Regions from separate parts of the Mus musculus genome. Here regions 1, 2, 3 and 5 are each linked to region 4. The links are chromatin contacts, called in public HiCAR-type, HiChIP or PLAC-seq and promoter capture Hi-C maps. All regions are on one chromosome and are shown on one strand. The core of a region is the stretch at or near the end of the contact, and the rest is flanking DNA. Distances in the headings are between cores, read along the strand shown.

What was found. Promoter capture Hi-C pulls out the DNA fragments that hold promoters and counts their contacts. HiCAR-type assays count read pairs that join an accessible place to other places. HiChIP or PLAC-seq counts read pairs in DNA pulled down with a chosen protein or histone mark. Capture Hi-C pulls out chosen DNA fragments and counts their contacts.
Region 1: a HiCAR-type map of astrocytes shows a contact between it and region 4, with 2.8 times the contacts expected there. The contact joins the enhancer-like site here to the promoter of Rnf31 in region 4. A contact is called at or near these places in 5 of 39 promoter capture datasets (cranial neural crest, embryonic stem cells, hippocampal neurons and 2 more), 2 of 115 datasets of contacts at active chromatin or transcription factors (astrocytes and bone marrow-derived macrophages) and 1 of 9 other capture datasets (embryonic stem cells).
Region 2: a contact with region 4 is called in a promoter capture Hi-C map of adipose tissue, with 3 times the contacts expected there. The contact joins the promoter of Slc7a8 here to the promoter of Rnf31 in region 4. A contact is called at or near these places in 1 of 115 datasets of contacts at active chromatin or transcription factors (bone marrow-derived macrophages) and 1 of 9 other capture datasets (adipose tissue).
Region 3: a contact with region 4 is called in an H3K4me3 HiChIP or PLAC-seq map of bone marrow-derived macrophages, with 4 times the contacts expected there. The contact joins the promoter of Ppp1r3e here to the promoter of Rnf31 in region 4. A contact is called at or near these places in 9 of 39 promoter capture datasets (the 3T3-L1 cell line, the HPC-7 cell line, cranial neural crest and 5 more), 7 of 115 datasets of contacts at active chromatin or transcription factors (astrocytes, bone marrow-derived dendritic cells, bone marrow-derived macrophages and 4 more) and 1 of 9 other capture datasets (adipose tissue).
Region 5: a contact with region 4 is called in a promoter capture Hi-C map of neural stem cells. The contact joins the promoter of 1700123O20Rik here to the promoter of Rnf31 in region 4. A contact is called at or near these places in 2 of 39 promoter capture datasets (cranial neural crest and neural stem cells), 1 of 484 Hi-C or Micro-C datasets (regulatory T cells), 4 of 115 datasets of contacts at active chromatin or transcription factors (astrocytes, bone marrow-derived macrophages, memory CD8 T cells and 1 more) and 1 of 9 other capture datasets (liver).

The regions. Positions count from the first base shown.
Region 1 is chr14:55,053,974-55,056,673 of GRCm38.p6, reverse strand. No RefSeq gene overlaps it. Among named protein-coding and RNA genes, the nearest start is that of Zfhx2, 37 kb to the left of the region's middle. Within about 2 kb of position 1,298, at least 101 of the 459 cell types and tissues checked have an H3K27ac peak or open chromatin away from gene starts, as enhancers often do. A contact at or near this core is called in astrocytes, bone marrow-derived macrophages and hippocampal neurons, where this site is marked.
Region 2 is chr14:54,780,520-54,783,219 of GRCm38.p6, reverse strand. It overlaps Slc7a8 (solute carrier family 7 (cationic amino acid transporter, y+ system), member 8), which reads left to right and starts at 1,334. Exons shown (of 11, transcript NM_016972.2): 1 at 1,334-2,040. The coding sequence starts at 1,893.
Region 3 is chr14:54,876,088-54,878,787 of GRCm38.p6, reverse strand. It overlaps Ppp1r3e (protein phosphatase 1, regulatory subunit 3E), which reads left to right and starts at 1,250. Exons shown (of 2, transcript NM_001167908.1): 1 at 1,250-1,901; 2 at 1,992-2,700. The coding sequence starts at 1,485. The coding sequence ends at 2,414.
Region 4 is chr14:55,590,364-55,593,063 of GRCm38.p6, reverse strand. Rnf31 (ring finger protein 31) reads right to left here and starts at 1,322. Exons shown (of 21, transcript NM_194346.3): 1 at 992-1,322; 2 at 749-895; 3 at 448-603; 4 at 172-231; 5 at 1-58. The coding sequence starts at 1,180. It overlaps Psme2 (proteasome (prosome, macropain) activator subunit 2 (PA28 beta)), which reads left to right and starts at 2,043. Exons shown (of 11, transcript NM_011190.3): 1 at 2,043-2,222; 2 at 2,537-2,569. The coding sequence starts at 2,175.
Region 5 is chr14:54,684,916-54,687,615 of GRCm38.p6, reverse strand. It overlaps 1700123O20Rik (RIKEN cDNA 1700123O20 gene), which reads right to left and starts at 1,445. Exons shown (of 2, transcript NM_021437.2): 1 at 496-1,445. Acin1 (apoptotic chromatin condensation inducer 1) reads left to right here and starts at 685. Exons shown (of 19, transcript NM_023190.3): 1 at 685-1,147; 2 at 2,540-2,605. The coding sequence starts at 836.

The DNA of each region.
Region 1 (2,700 bases), core at 49-2,548, 540 kb after region 4:
CTTTGGACTTTTTTGTCTCTTTAGAGCTGAGGTTTGAACCCAAGACTTCACACATGCTAGGCAAGTGCTCTGCCACTAAGCTATACCCAAACCAAATGTTTTGGGTTTCTTTCCTCCTCAGATGTAGCATCTTCATGACCTTGACACACTTTTAAGCTTCCAACCTACTAGAATCTGATGGTATCATGTGTTTATAGTGGCTTTTATCTAACAGAAAACAGTTCTTAAACACTATCCACTTACCATGTTGACTGAAGACCTCCTGTTTTCTTTTCTCCTGGGGAAATTTTGCCTCTTCTGAAGTTGTCATCTGCCTCCAGAGATGTTGACATCAGAACTCCCCCCAGCCCAGGGCAGCTCTGCCCTGCACAGGTAGCAAAGCCCTGCTTACTTCTCATGAACTGGCCTTATCTCTGAGAGCCATCCCCTTTGACTTTACCCAAAGCCAAATTTTCCTTCAGATCTTCCAGGCTGATGGCTAACAACCTCTGCCTACCAGGAATGAGGGAAGTCCAGTGCTACCGAAGTCTTGCAGAGGGCAGCTTGAGGTTAAATTGTTCGGGGGCTGGTGTATGTCATCACAGATAACGGAGAGTGTCCTCCACAGAGTCATCTTCTCTCCCACTGCCATTGTTGGGCCATGGTCCTCCCTTCCAAGAGTAGATTTCAAAGACAGAAATTAATCCAGTCCTATTTGGTGTGCCATTGAGAAATCTCTAAACATAAACTCTTAGCGTCTTTGTATAAGTCCCAGATGCCTTTGTCTTCCCGCCACCACCACCACCACACCTCTCTCCACTTCTAGAGTGCCTCTTATCCTTCTAGGACCGTTTTAAACAAAAGGACAAGGAACCAATTCATCTCAACCATGAGAGAGCAGGAAATACATATGTAAGGCCTAGCCCACTCCCTACCAGTGAAGCCCAAGGGGCAGCATAGCTGCCAAGCCTTTCCCCAGGCCTTTTTCACACTCTGGTGTCTTTCTGCCCTAACTGCAGAGAGAAGTACACGCCCACTGTGGCTGTGAATGGCGTCCTTATCCCTCCTTACTCTAGATGGCTTTTGCATGGCTGCTCAAACAGTGTGGTGCCCACTCAACCCCCTTATTGGAATTAGTCAAGGGAGGAGTTGAGGGTCCAGTTTGGAGAAGAGCAGAGGGGAGATGTTCTAGTGAATACTGGCTTTATTCCCTCTGTGAAGGGCAGCGTCATGTGCCACTTTACAACACGGAGCTCCACCCAGCGCATGTGCCCATGACCCCTCTCCCTCATTGCCGCCAAGCGGTATCATGAGCAACTTTCGAGGCTTTGGGTTTGCCGCAGTGCCAGAATCTGAGTCACTGGTCACATGCCAGCACAACACTGCCAAGTGTGGCGGCATCTACTTGGTTGGGTGCCAAGCAGAAGGACCCAGATGGTGATGATGAAAGGGGGGAGGCAAAAGAAAGGCGGGGGAGGAGAGGGAGGCACCAGGGAGAAAAAAATCAGCCACACTTGTAAGAGTGGACAGTACAAACAGGATCCACAAAAGGGGACCCTTCCCGTTTCACAGCTCAGCTTCACACGCAGCCCCTTCCCTCCCCCAACACCTGCAATGCTGGGGACATACAGACCAGGCTAGAGGGTACGGCCATCTTCAGTGGGGAAATGACTGGAGGCCAGGAGGACGGTCAGGGCTCTCCATTCTTCATCCTTGGGGTCTTAGTCATGGCCTGCTTCCTCCATTGTATCCTTGTGCGGTACTCCATCTGTCCTTCATCTCTCCATGCCTAAGAAGTGATGAGAAGGAGGACCTGGCAGGGAAAAAAAAAAAAAAAAACAGTCTATTCTCCCAAATGAAACACCCTTCATCTTCACTATCTAACTCCTGGCAGGACAGCCTTCCCAACCACATTGAGAGGGTCACTGTCACCCTTCCCAATCCACACAACACCACAGCCATGCCAGGCTCCATGGGCAGCACCACTTTCCCTGTTGTCTTCTTCAGTGTTCTCTCACAAAAAGGCCCCACGGCCAGCCCAGACGAGTCCTCCCTGGGTAGTAGTGGCACAGTCCCTCCTCCTACCCCTTCCAGTTTTTCCTGGCACTTCCCCATCTACTCTCTCCACTCTCAGACAGGAGCAGAGGTAACTCCTTCCTTCTCCACACACTTCTCAGAGCCCTAGGGGGGCAGCGGCATCAGCAGCCAGTCCTTCCTTCCTCTCTACCTCCTCGTCCCCTTAGTTCCTGTAACCCCAGACCTGGCACAAGCCTACAGTTGTGATGCCAACAGCTCTTGTGTGCCGCATCTTCCCCCCAGAGCACAAGGACTCCTGTCGCTGCCCCCTCCACTTGTCCCCTCCCATCTCCATGGGCACAAGGGTGGCAGCTGCAGTGCCAATGCCTGCAACCATACAGCATGAAGCAACTCGTGCACCCTCTTCTCCCCTCCGAGGCCCCGCGCTTCTCCCTCTTTATTCCACTCCATCCTTCTGTCCTTCTAGTTGGATGCTACAGTGGCAACCACAATGCCAACCCCCACCCATGCCCAGGAGGCTCACATACAACACATGCGTATGCGTACATGTACATGCGCGCGCACACACACACATACACACACGGCCCCATGAGTGCCAGGCAGCGGTGGCAGACACACAGCAACGCAGTGACTGGTACCCGAGGAGGCAGCCAGATTCGGCACCTGATCCAGCACCCATTTGGG
Region 2 (2,700 bases), core at 85-2,584, 810 kb after region 4:
AGAGCAGCAAAAGGAGAAGGAGTTGAGATCTCAACCTTTGAAACCTCTTGATACTTGCTGAGTAGGGTGAGCAAGGGGCAGGCGGGAAGGGAGACCGTTCATTGTCTGGACTTTACCCTATCCGGAAGAGCCGTTCTAGATAGCTTAGCCAACCCCATTCCTAAAGGGCTTAACTTTTTTATTTTCTTGAAAAGTCCAAGTTTTTTAGTGTTTTTCTTAAAAAAATGAGTGAAGCCAAATTTGCGTAATTAGTGGTCAGATTGGGGAATTTAGTTTGTCTTATTGAGACAGAATTTCACTTTGGACCTCTGGCTAGCCTTAAACTCAAGGAGATCTGCCTGCCTCTGCATCCCAAGTGCTCGGATTAAAGATGTGTGTGCCACCAGGCCCTTTGGAATTTTATTTTTTAGACTCATTTTAAAATCAAATCATTTTGTATAGACTATGTAAAAAAAAACTTTAGTTTTTCAGCATGGTCTATAATATTGTTTCATGGTTGTTTTGTTGTTGTTGTTTTCTTCAAAGCACTTTACAGTTAGAAATAGACACAGTTCTTGAGGTGGAGCAACTGTTTTGAATTACATTCTTCAAGGAAATGGGGGTGCAATGTTAATATTCTTAACCATTACCATTCTTAGCATCAACACGTCTGTTTCATGATCGGTGAGGGGCTCACGACCTCCTGTCTGAAGTTCAAATAATTTGTGATAAAATATTAGGGGTCATGGGGCAGGCCAGAATCCTCCTTATCCTGCTTCGGAAAAACGTTGCAACTACCCCATATTCTTCATAATTTTATTTAGCTTTCATGACAGTCCCTAAAAGAAACTCTTCAGCTTAAAGTTCTTCCACATTGCCCCCCCCCACACACACCAAAACCACCCCCTATTTCATGAAACAGCTTGATGGCAATATCTCTGCAGCTTTCTCGACCTTGTCCTCAAATGATCCACACCTAAACATCTTAGTACACTGGCCAGTGTGTTTCTGAAGGCATTAGAAGCCCGCAGAACCGTGTGCCCTTATAGAGTTCACAAATGCTGTGCGACCTGAGATGAAGCCTTGGCTAGTGACTTCCCCCTGCGGCCCACCCTTCCCTTGCTCCCACTATGAAAAGAAAAGAAAATGTTTTAAGCCCCTTCCTCCGTGATCTTTGGGGGTAGGGGGTACTAATAATTAAATAGAAGAAGAGGGAGGAGATGCGGCTTAAGGATGGAGGAGGTGGGGGGCGGAGCCTCGGTCCGCAAATAAACGCCGCAGCCGAAAGGGAAGCACATTCGCGAGCGCAGCAGCCACCCTGCCCTCACAGATGGAGCGATCTGCGGAGTGAGCACGGAGCTCGGAGCCGACAAGGGCGAGAAGGAAGGGGCGACCGCAGCAGGTGGAAACCTGATCCAGAGCCGGCGAGCAAGAAAGTACCTGAGCACGGCTCCTCCTCCGCTCCCTCAGCTAAGAAGAACTACTTTTACCCTCATCGTAGAAGAGACTTAAGGGAAGGTGGAGGCGATCTGTTTCATTAGGAGGGCTGCAGGGAAATCCTGACCAGAGCAAGCCGCCGCCCGGTACACCGAGCAGAGCGATCCTGGGCTTCTGAAGATAAACGCTTTCCGGAGAATTCCAGCTGGAGTCGCTGGTACAGTTCTATTTTTGTATTTATATATATATATATTCTTTGCCTTCCATTTAAAAACACGGCCCTTGTTTGTTAGGCAGTGACACGTGTGACTCTCATTTGCTGTCACTTTTAGAGGGTAGGAGCGCACTCTGTTTTCGGAAAAGGGCGTTCTAATTGGAAACTCTGTTTTTCCACATATCTATACGTTTACACGCACGAGCGTTTAGAAAAAGACTGCTCTTTTTCGCTTTGGGTGGTCGGAACCCTACGGAGAAAGATGGAAAAGGGAGCCCGCCAGCGAAACAACACCGCGAAGAACCACCCGGGTTCTGACACCAGCCCTGAGGCCGAGGCTAGCTCGGGAGGGGGCGGAGTAGCCCTGAAGAAAGAGATCGGATTGGTCAGCGCCTGTGGTATCATTGTAGGTGAGTCCAGGTCCTTTGCGGCCCCCGGCGCCATCCCACCCTCTCTCCGGGGGTCCTTCGAGGGACTTTAACCCCGCCAAAGCCTCAAAGGCAGCTTTGCTTTGTCTGTGACTTGTGTTGTCCAACTGCACCGGTCAAGTCGGAGCTATGGAAGTGATGTCTGTCATACATCGCTTCAGCCAAGCCAGGCTGAGCTGTTCTCTCCTTAGAATAGAACAAACAAGAGTCAGGAACCATACAGGCTCTGCGTCCCAAGTATTGCCTGGGAATTTATTAGAAGTGTAACAAATTCTTTCCGGCTTGTCACTAGGCAGTTCTGATCCAGGAGAGCCTAATTCGGGCTGACACATGGATTTTTAACTAGCTTCTGTGCAGCCACCCTCTGCAGGCTGTGAATCTGTGTTTGAAGCATATTTAGTATTATGTTGTCTTATGTTATGAAGCACTGTGGTGTGTAATGCCTCGAATAGTAAAAAAACAGTAATAAAAATGCTTTATAATCATGGTTCTTCATAGGCTGGCCCATCCTATGAAGCACTTGTGAAACAGATGTGACAGCCGAGCTGTCTCAGATGAGGAAAATATGGAAGGGAGAACCAGCTGACTTGACTGTGTTCTTGAAATGGAGTTTTCCAGGTTTTTTTGTTTTTGTTTTTTTGT
Region 3 (2,700 bases), core at 1-2,500, 710 kb after region 4:
GTAATATTTGGGTGTTTATTTGTTTGTTTTTGTTTTTTTGAGTTATTGTTGTTGTTGTTTTAGTTTAGGGGGGGGTGAGACAGGGTTTCTCTGTGTAGCCCTGGCTGTCCTGGAACTCACTTTGTAGACCAGGCTGGCCTCAAACTCAGAAATCTGCCTGCCTCCTGAGTGCTGGGATTAAAGGTGTGTGCCACCAAGCCCGGCCTTGTTGTTGTTGTTGTTTCTGTAATATTTGTAACAATTGTAAACACTATAATAATGCCTAGTGTTCTGTATTATAAAACCCCATAGAAAGCAGGAGCATGGCTCGGCAGTTAAGAGCACATAACACTCTTCTAGAGGCCCTAGTGTAATTTCAGCACTCACTTATACCAGCTCACACCTACCTGTAATGCCAGTCCCAGGCTATCTGATGTCCCCTTTTGGCCTCTGTGGGTACCTGCATTCCTGCATACATAACCCCCTAACACCATGCAGATAACTGAAAATGAAACAAATCTTTGTGAAAAAAAAATCAGAAGAGAAGTTATAAAATATTTGACATACCATTGTCACTAGTGTATTTTTCAAAAATAAAATGGAAAATAGCCTGTCCTGTGTCCTTCTTGGAAGAAGGGCAACTCTCAATAACTGGAAGACCTACCATGTATAAAAACGGTCATGAATCAGAAACAGTCTTCACGCTTGAAAAGACTTACAGATAAGAGATCAGAATTATTTTTGTTTGTTTTAATGATTGAGAAAAATCAAGGTCCAGAGAAGTTATTCCTTTCTCAAGGTCACACAGCTAATCAGCGGGGGACATAGGACTGGAAGCTAAGTGTTCTCATTACTTTTCTCAGTAGCCAGTGAGCCAATGCCACCGCGCATCCTTTTGAGTCTTCCACTAAAGACTCTTATCTAGGATTCACGCCCTTTCAGTCACTACACCCAGTGCCATCGGGCTTCAAACCTGTAGCCTGGCTTTAAGAAAACACTGAGCCCTAAGGAGAATTAAACCCTCAGCATTTTTAATTTTCCCGTGCCAAAAGAAAAAAAAGAAAAAGGAAAGGTTACTCTTTTCTTCCTGCTTTAACCCTTCTTATATAGGAGTAACTCATCTGGGACCCCAGATGGAAGCAGTCACGCCCCCTGGTGCAGCAGTGAAGATGGATACCAGCCACCTGTCAGAGGGCTGTGGGCGGGGGCCGGGTCAGCGAGGCCCGCAGAACTGAAGGGTGAGCGGCGCCGCTGAGCGCACGCTCAGAGCAGAGAGCTGGAAGCGAGCAGGACGGATAGTCTGACACCGGGGCTGGCCGCCAAAGGAAGGGAAAGATGGTCAAGGAAACCGAGCAGGCAGGGTACGCGGGCTGACAGCAAGGAGAGTCCGCAGCCAGCTGCTGCTGAGCAGCCCTACCTACACCTTATGCTCGGGCATAGAGCCGGCAGCAGAGCGAGGACGCGCCGGGCACTGTGCGCTAGCCCCGCTGGGGCTCAGGGGTGACATGTCCCACGAGCGGCCACCGCGCACGGATATACCCCGCAACCTGAGCTTTATAGCGGCATTGACCGAGCGGGCGTACTACCGCAGCCAGCGGCCCAGCCTCGAGGAGGAGTCGGAGGAGGAGCCCGGGGAGGGCGGGACCCGGCCAGGCGCCCGCTCGCGGGCTCACGTTCCGGGTCGGGGGCGCAGGGCCCGCTCTGCGCCCGCGGGTGGTGGCGGGGCGCGGACAGCCCGCAGCCGCAGCCCTGACACTCGCAAGAGAGTGCGTTTCGCCGACGCGCTGGGGCTGGAGCTGGCCGTGGTCCGGCGCTTCCGCCCTGGGGAACCGCCCCGGGTGCCCCGCCACGTGCAGGTGCAACTGCAGAGGGACGCCCTGCGCCACTTCGCGCCGTGCCCGCCGCGAGCCCGCGGCCTCCAGGTAGGCGTCCCGTCGTGCCCCGGCCCCGGGCCTCAGCCTTCCCTCTCGGGAGTCCCCGCCCTGACCTGCCTCCCCGCCCTCTCTCCTCAGGAGGCGCGCGTCGCCCTGGAGCCAGCCCTGGAGCCCGGCTTCGCCGCCCGGCTGCAGGCGCAGCGCATCTGCCTGGAGCGCGCAGACGCGGGCCCTCTGGGCGTGGCCGGGAGCGCGCGCGTGCTGGACCTGGCCTACGAGAAGCGCGTGAGCGTGCGCTGGAGCGCGGACGGCTGGCGCAGCCTGCGGGAATCGCCCGCCTCCTACGCGGGTCCAGCTCCGTCCCCGCCGCGGGCTGACCGCTTCGCCTTCCGCCTGCCCGCACCTCCGGTCGGCGGAACGCTGCTCTTCGCCCTTCGCTACCGGGTTACCGGCCGAGAGTTCTGGGATAACAACGGCGGCCGAGACTACGCGCTCCTTGGGCCCGAGCATCCTGCCGGTGCCGGAGCCGCGGAGCCCCAGGGCTGGATCCATTTTATTTGAGACAAGGCTCCTACAGGCCACAGCAGGGAAAAAAAACGGAGGCATCCAGGCGTAGGGGGAGAGGCTGTGGCGCCAGGAACCAGGGAGTCACAATTGGCAGATGGGTGGAGAGCGGTCTCAGAGTCAAGCGGAGGTGGCTGGAAACCGCCTGCGAAACTCAGAGAGATTTGGGTGGAAAACAGCAGGTGTGCGTAAGTGGAAGGAACTCGAAGAATGCGAGATAGAAGGCCCTGGAAGGTCAAGAAGCCTCCTTGGGCTGGGAACCTTTATGGACTGAGGAGCCTTG
Region 4 (2,700 bases), core at 73-2,572:
GGCGGGGGCCAGGAACAATCTCCCTCAGAAGGGGGTGAAACTCTGAAAGCTGCAGCATCTGAGAAAGCAAGCGGAGCGTGGGCAAAGTGCTGGGGGCACAGAATCCCATAAACTCAGCCCCCCCCCCCCCCCCCCGTGTTCCATGAACAACACCCTTCCTGCCTTCCTTACACCATCTTCAACGCTCTCTCTTAGCAGCTGGTCCAGTGCATTCTGTCTGGGATGAGTATTCTGCAAACAAGATGATGAAAAGAATTCCCACCTTGAACAACGTTCTCCCTGTAAGCCCTGATCTCCTAACATTCCAGAGGGAGAAAGTGTAACAGAAGCTTCCAGGCTGGCTGCTGCAGCAACAGAATTTCCCTGCACGGGGGTGGGGGTGTCTCAACGTGCCTTGGGGCTCCCAGTCAAGTACTTAAAATCCTTAGAATCAGAAGGTCATCTCACCTGCAACAGCAAACTGAGCTCGGTGCGAAGCAGCAGTACTTCTAGTGTGACAACAGCAACCTGGTATTCATCTGGTTCCTCCTGCCCTTCGGGGAAACTCAATCCATCTGGGCGCTCCTCAGTATAGCCATACAACCGTAGTACATCCCGGCCACCCTGGCACACATTCAGGACCCGGTCACCATCTAACAGACCTCCTAGGCAATAGAGCTGGTCCCCCACTCAGCACACCCTCAAGCCTTTCTGGTCAACCCTAAGCACAGGTCTAGTCCCCTTCTCCGATAAGGTCCAAGAGTTTCACCTGCACAGCATCCACCGTGCTGCGAAAGACGGGGTTATTAAACTTCACTGAGCGCCAATACCGGGGCCGCTGCGGGCTGAGGAGGTTGCGACCATATTTTTCCAGGATGTTCAGGGCCGTGGATAGGGTGTTGAGGTAGTTTCGAGGCTGGGAGCATTCAGAAAAGCAGAGTCGTGAGCCTAGCCCACCTGGCCTCTGAGCCTAGGTCCCCTTCCATGGAGCGCCGGGCGGGCTTGACCTCACCTCCCCATGAGCGTTGCAGCGGACCAAGCGTCCGGCGTCCAGCTGCAGGTAGCGGGCGGCTGGTGGCAGAGAGGTGGCCAGAAGCGGCATGAGCTGCTCCAGGGGAAAAACCTGCGCAGAATCCCACCTCAGGGCGCTCGCCAGCTCCTCGCGGGCCGCCAGGAAGCCTCGCTCCTCGTCTCCCGGCATCCTGAGACTGGAGACAGGCTCAGCTTCTCTGCCCTCCAGGGGCTGGCGCAGGTGCGCGCGGCGCCACAGCAGCCCGGGTCACTTAAGCCACCGCCCCGCTCAGCCCCATCCACGGCCAGGGTTACCGGGAACAGGAAGTCCTGGCAGAGAGGGCGGGACTGTGGGCCACTTTAGAGGAAAAGGAGGGTTCGGAGTGACGGTAAAGCTGAGATCAGGAAGGGTGGCCAGGTCGCCGCCAATGAAGAAGCCGCGGCCCGGGCTCCTCCCATAATGCTACGGAACCTTTTCCTTCCGAATCAGGCTCTCTTCTTCGCCTTCCCTTAAACTATCCCGCCCCTTCCGGAGGGACCCACCTCCCATGCGAGGGGTTAATTTTGCCCAGAGCTTTGCTATCTTTATTTCCATAGTGTTGGTTCTGTTCCATTCCCCGGCGGGGAAGTCCCACCTTATCGGGGACCGGCTCTGGCTGCCCTTAGCCCGGCTCAGGCGGGCTCCTCCCTTCTCTAGTCTGTCCTGAAGGGAAGGCAGTCCCGCTCGTCCTGCTCCCTTCCATCTTGCCAGGCTTTCCTCCTTCTTATCCTTCCTACTCTCTCGGATCCTACTTGGTCCCCTCCTCAGTCTAGCGTCATGGAACCCCACCTCTGGGTACCCCCTTTCCTATTGTCCCACCCTCTCTCAGTCCAGTACTTCCCCTGGACGGTCCATACTATAAGCTCCGCCCTTCTCGAGAGGCCGCCTCTATTTGAGTCTCCGCCGTCCCACGCTTTCCTAGCTCCTCCCTTGGACAGCCCCTGATGATGAAGCCAACACCGCCCTTCCTAGTGGCAACTAGCTGGGAATGGCTGAGGGGGTACTACTCACGGTTGGTGGCCGGCCAGGAGGAGGAGAAAAAAGGGAGGGGGCGTGGCTGAGGGGGGTGGGTCTGGGCCTGGAGAGTGAAAGCGAAAGCTGGGGCTGCTAGCCCAGGCTCGAGAGCTGCCAAGTGGGGGGAAGCATGGCCAAGCCTTGTGGGGTCCGCTTGAGTGGAGAAGCCCGAAAACAGGTAAATGGGAACCGAAGCCAGGAAGGAGTGAGAAGTCCTAACGGAGATAAAGCTCGGTGCTCCTGGGCACCAATGGGGCCTTGCGAGCGAACTCCACCGGCCTCTCTTTCTTTAGGGCTTTCTTTCACTTCTGCTCAGGGATTGCCAGTGCCGTGTCCTCGAGCCAATCTGTGCACTGAGCAGGCTCCTCCAGGGGGAAACTAGCTTTGTGGGACAGGTTTGGGCTAGAGTTGGAAGGCACCTAGGTTGGGAGTGGGCCCTTATTCTATACAAACTAAACCCTAACCAGCATCCGGCTACTTCTGTCTGTGCAGGTGGATGTCTTCAGACAAAATCTTTTCCAGGAGGTAAGTCTCTGAATTCAGTCGATGTAACCCAGAGTCTTAGTGCAGAACTCTAGGGCCACAAGCTCTGAGTAACCCACCAGTTCACCTTAATTTTGGTGTCTCCGAACCTTCATGCTTACTCAAGGTGAACT
Region 5 (2,700 bases), core at 196-2,695, 910 kb after region 4:
GTGTGCAAATGTAAGCCAACTTATTCCAAAATGTTTCCGTCCTACAGTTTGTTTCTCCAACAACGAAAACCTTCACCTCTCTATGACCGTAATTACTACTGCTGTTCCTACCTCTTCAAGTTGGAAGATTTGTATCGACAAAGAATAGAATCCCTAAACGTAAGTTCTAAGTCCCGGTTCAGGGTGACTGCCAGTTTCAAAGTGGCTCTACAGGGAGAAGTTTCTCCTAAAACTTCTCTTTTTCAGAGAAAGGTAATTTTTAACCCAGGGTCTTGCTACATGGCTTCCATGGTTATTGTCATTAATAAACTCAAAAGACCTGATTTTTCTTTTTCCCACGTAGGAAGCCGCAGGTCTCTCATTCCTTAGCCCCACAGGACAAAGTATTTCTTACACAGAATGGCCGGGATATAGAAGATGGAAGCAGGAGGGGTCCCCAAAAACCTGCAGACACCAAGTCTCATCTGGCCTAGGAGAGACTTCTTTTCCTCTTACCTTCCTTTTCCCCTTGGAAGACGCCCAGAGATCACAAGAGTCCTTCAGCTCCTGCTCCAACTCTCCGAGCCTCTTCCATGTTTCCTGAAAACCCGAAGCAGAGCCAGCCCCCAGTAACCCACGCACTTCCGGTCCGGAACCAGCCCCAAATACCCAAGTGCCCCAGCGCCCCGGCCCCCAGGTCCGGAGATAGCCGAATATCTCCGATTATGGGTATGCCAGATTCGAGGGCTTCCGAAGAGATTCGATTCAAAGCCCCGGCAAGCCGAAAACAAACGAGCCTGAAAGCCAGATGGGAGGGGCCAGCCGCTAGGTAGATGGAAAAAGCCGATTGGTACCGATGTGGGGACGGAAACGACCGAACAGCTCCGGAGAAACCCGGGGAATTCTGAGCGGTAATAGAGGGGTAGACTATGGCAGTGGGCGGGGCCAATCCGGTCCGTTCGAAGGGCGTTGGCGGAAATTACCGAAGATGCCCGAAGCCGTCGGGACGGACCCGAGTACCTCACGCAAGATGGCGGAGCTGGAGGAGGTGACTCTGGACGGGAAGCCTCTTCAGGCTCTGCGGGTGACCGACCTGAAGGCCGCACTGGAGCAGCGAGGCCTAGCCAAGAGCGGGCAGAAGAGTGCCCTGGTCAAGCGGCTCAAAGGGGTGAGAAGTCAGCGTTGCCGAGGTGTCGGAGGGGAGCGGACCCGGTAGAGACGAGTCTCCGCCGCGGCGCAGGCGCAGTGTCCGGGCTCGGCGCGAGCTCTCTCAGGCCGCCAGCGCGAGCCTGCAGATCCACGCGCACGGTGGTTGGTGTGGCTGGCGCTGGGATAGAGATAACGCCGGTTCCCGCCTTAACGGCAGCGGCGCGAGCCCAAAATGGGAGGGTGCGCGCTACTCTCCCGGAGTGTCTTAAGCTCCTTCCTTCTTCCCCCACCCCCTCCTTGTTTGTGTCTGTGTTGTCGGCGCATGCGCTGCAGAAGGAGTTAAATCCCTCTACAACCACCGGTGTGGCTGGCCTTAAGGGGGCGAGCAGGGCTGGGTCCGAGTTAGGGATACAGTTGGGCGGATGGGGTTGCTGTCTATGTCTGCAATAGGACATTTGTGATAGGGTAAAAAATGTCCGCTCGACTAGATTAAGTGAAAGGAAACCTTGATAGAAAGACTTGGTCAGAGACGGCTGTCTAATTTATAGGGAATCGAGCAGCAGTCTGGATAAGTATTTGGTGGCTATTGGTACGAGAGGTGAGACAGATTACTTTAGGCTGGGGATTTTGTGTCGGTTTGAGTAGTGAGGGTGAGCTTGTCGGGAGGTACACATACTGTGTATCGCTTTGGTGTAAATGGAGGGAAAGAAGGTGAGCTGAACTAGTGTTATTAGAGTTCATTAGCATACGTGACTCGTAATACTGATGGGGACTCTGGGTCAGTTCAGGGTTTGAGTTGACAGACCGTTGCTTATCCCGAAGCTGACAGTTTGTGGGTGGGTGTGGATTAGGTCAGACCACTGGTTACAAGGTCTGTGGTTAGTTTCCCTGTGAAATTTTTAATACATTTTATTTGTCCGGGTGTTACACTGCTGGAAGTTGTGCAAGTTCAGTTAAGTAGTTGTAGTTCTGAAAAACTAATCAAATAATAGTCAAATCCAAATTAGCCTCTTGTTGGTTTTATGTGATTTGAAACTTGTTCTGAGTACTTGGAATTTTTTTTTTGCCTGTATTACCGGATTTAGAAGTGGCTCCTAGTCAAAATTGCAGACAATAATAGAGATTCTAGTTCCGATTCTGTCATTTTTGCTGATTTTTGTGACATAGCCAGGTCACTGATTCTTTGTGTGCCTGTGTTTTACATTTGGGAGCAGTAACCATGGCTACCTTTAAGAGACTTATGAAGATGAATGAGAACAGTATTAATAAAGGGCTTTTAGTCTCGGTGAAAGGAATATAGTATAAATGTATATTTAAGTAATTGAATGAGAAGGCTGTGGGAGAGGTAGAGACCTGGATTGCGTTTTTGTTCCCCCTCCCGGTTTCTGATTTTTGCTCTTCTTTATACCAGGCTCTAATGCTAGAAAATTTACAAAAACACTCAACACCCCATGCTGCATTCCAGCCAAATTCACAGGTAAGAGAAAAGGTTTGTTTAGATAGAATGGGCTATTTGGAGACTATAGTAAGTAAATGGGAAGACATGGTGTTGTTTTCCTTGTCATCAGAAGC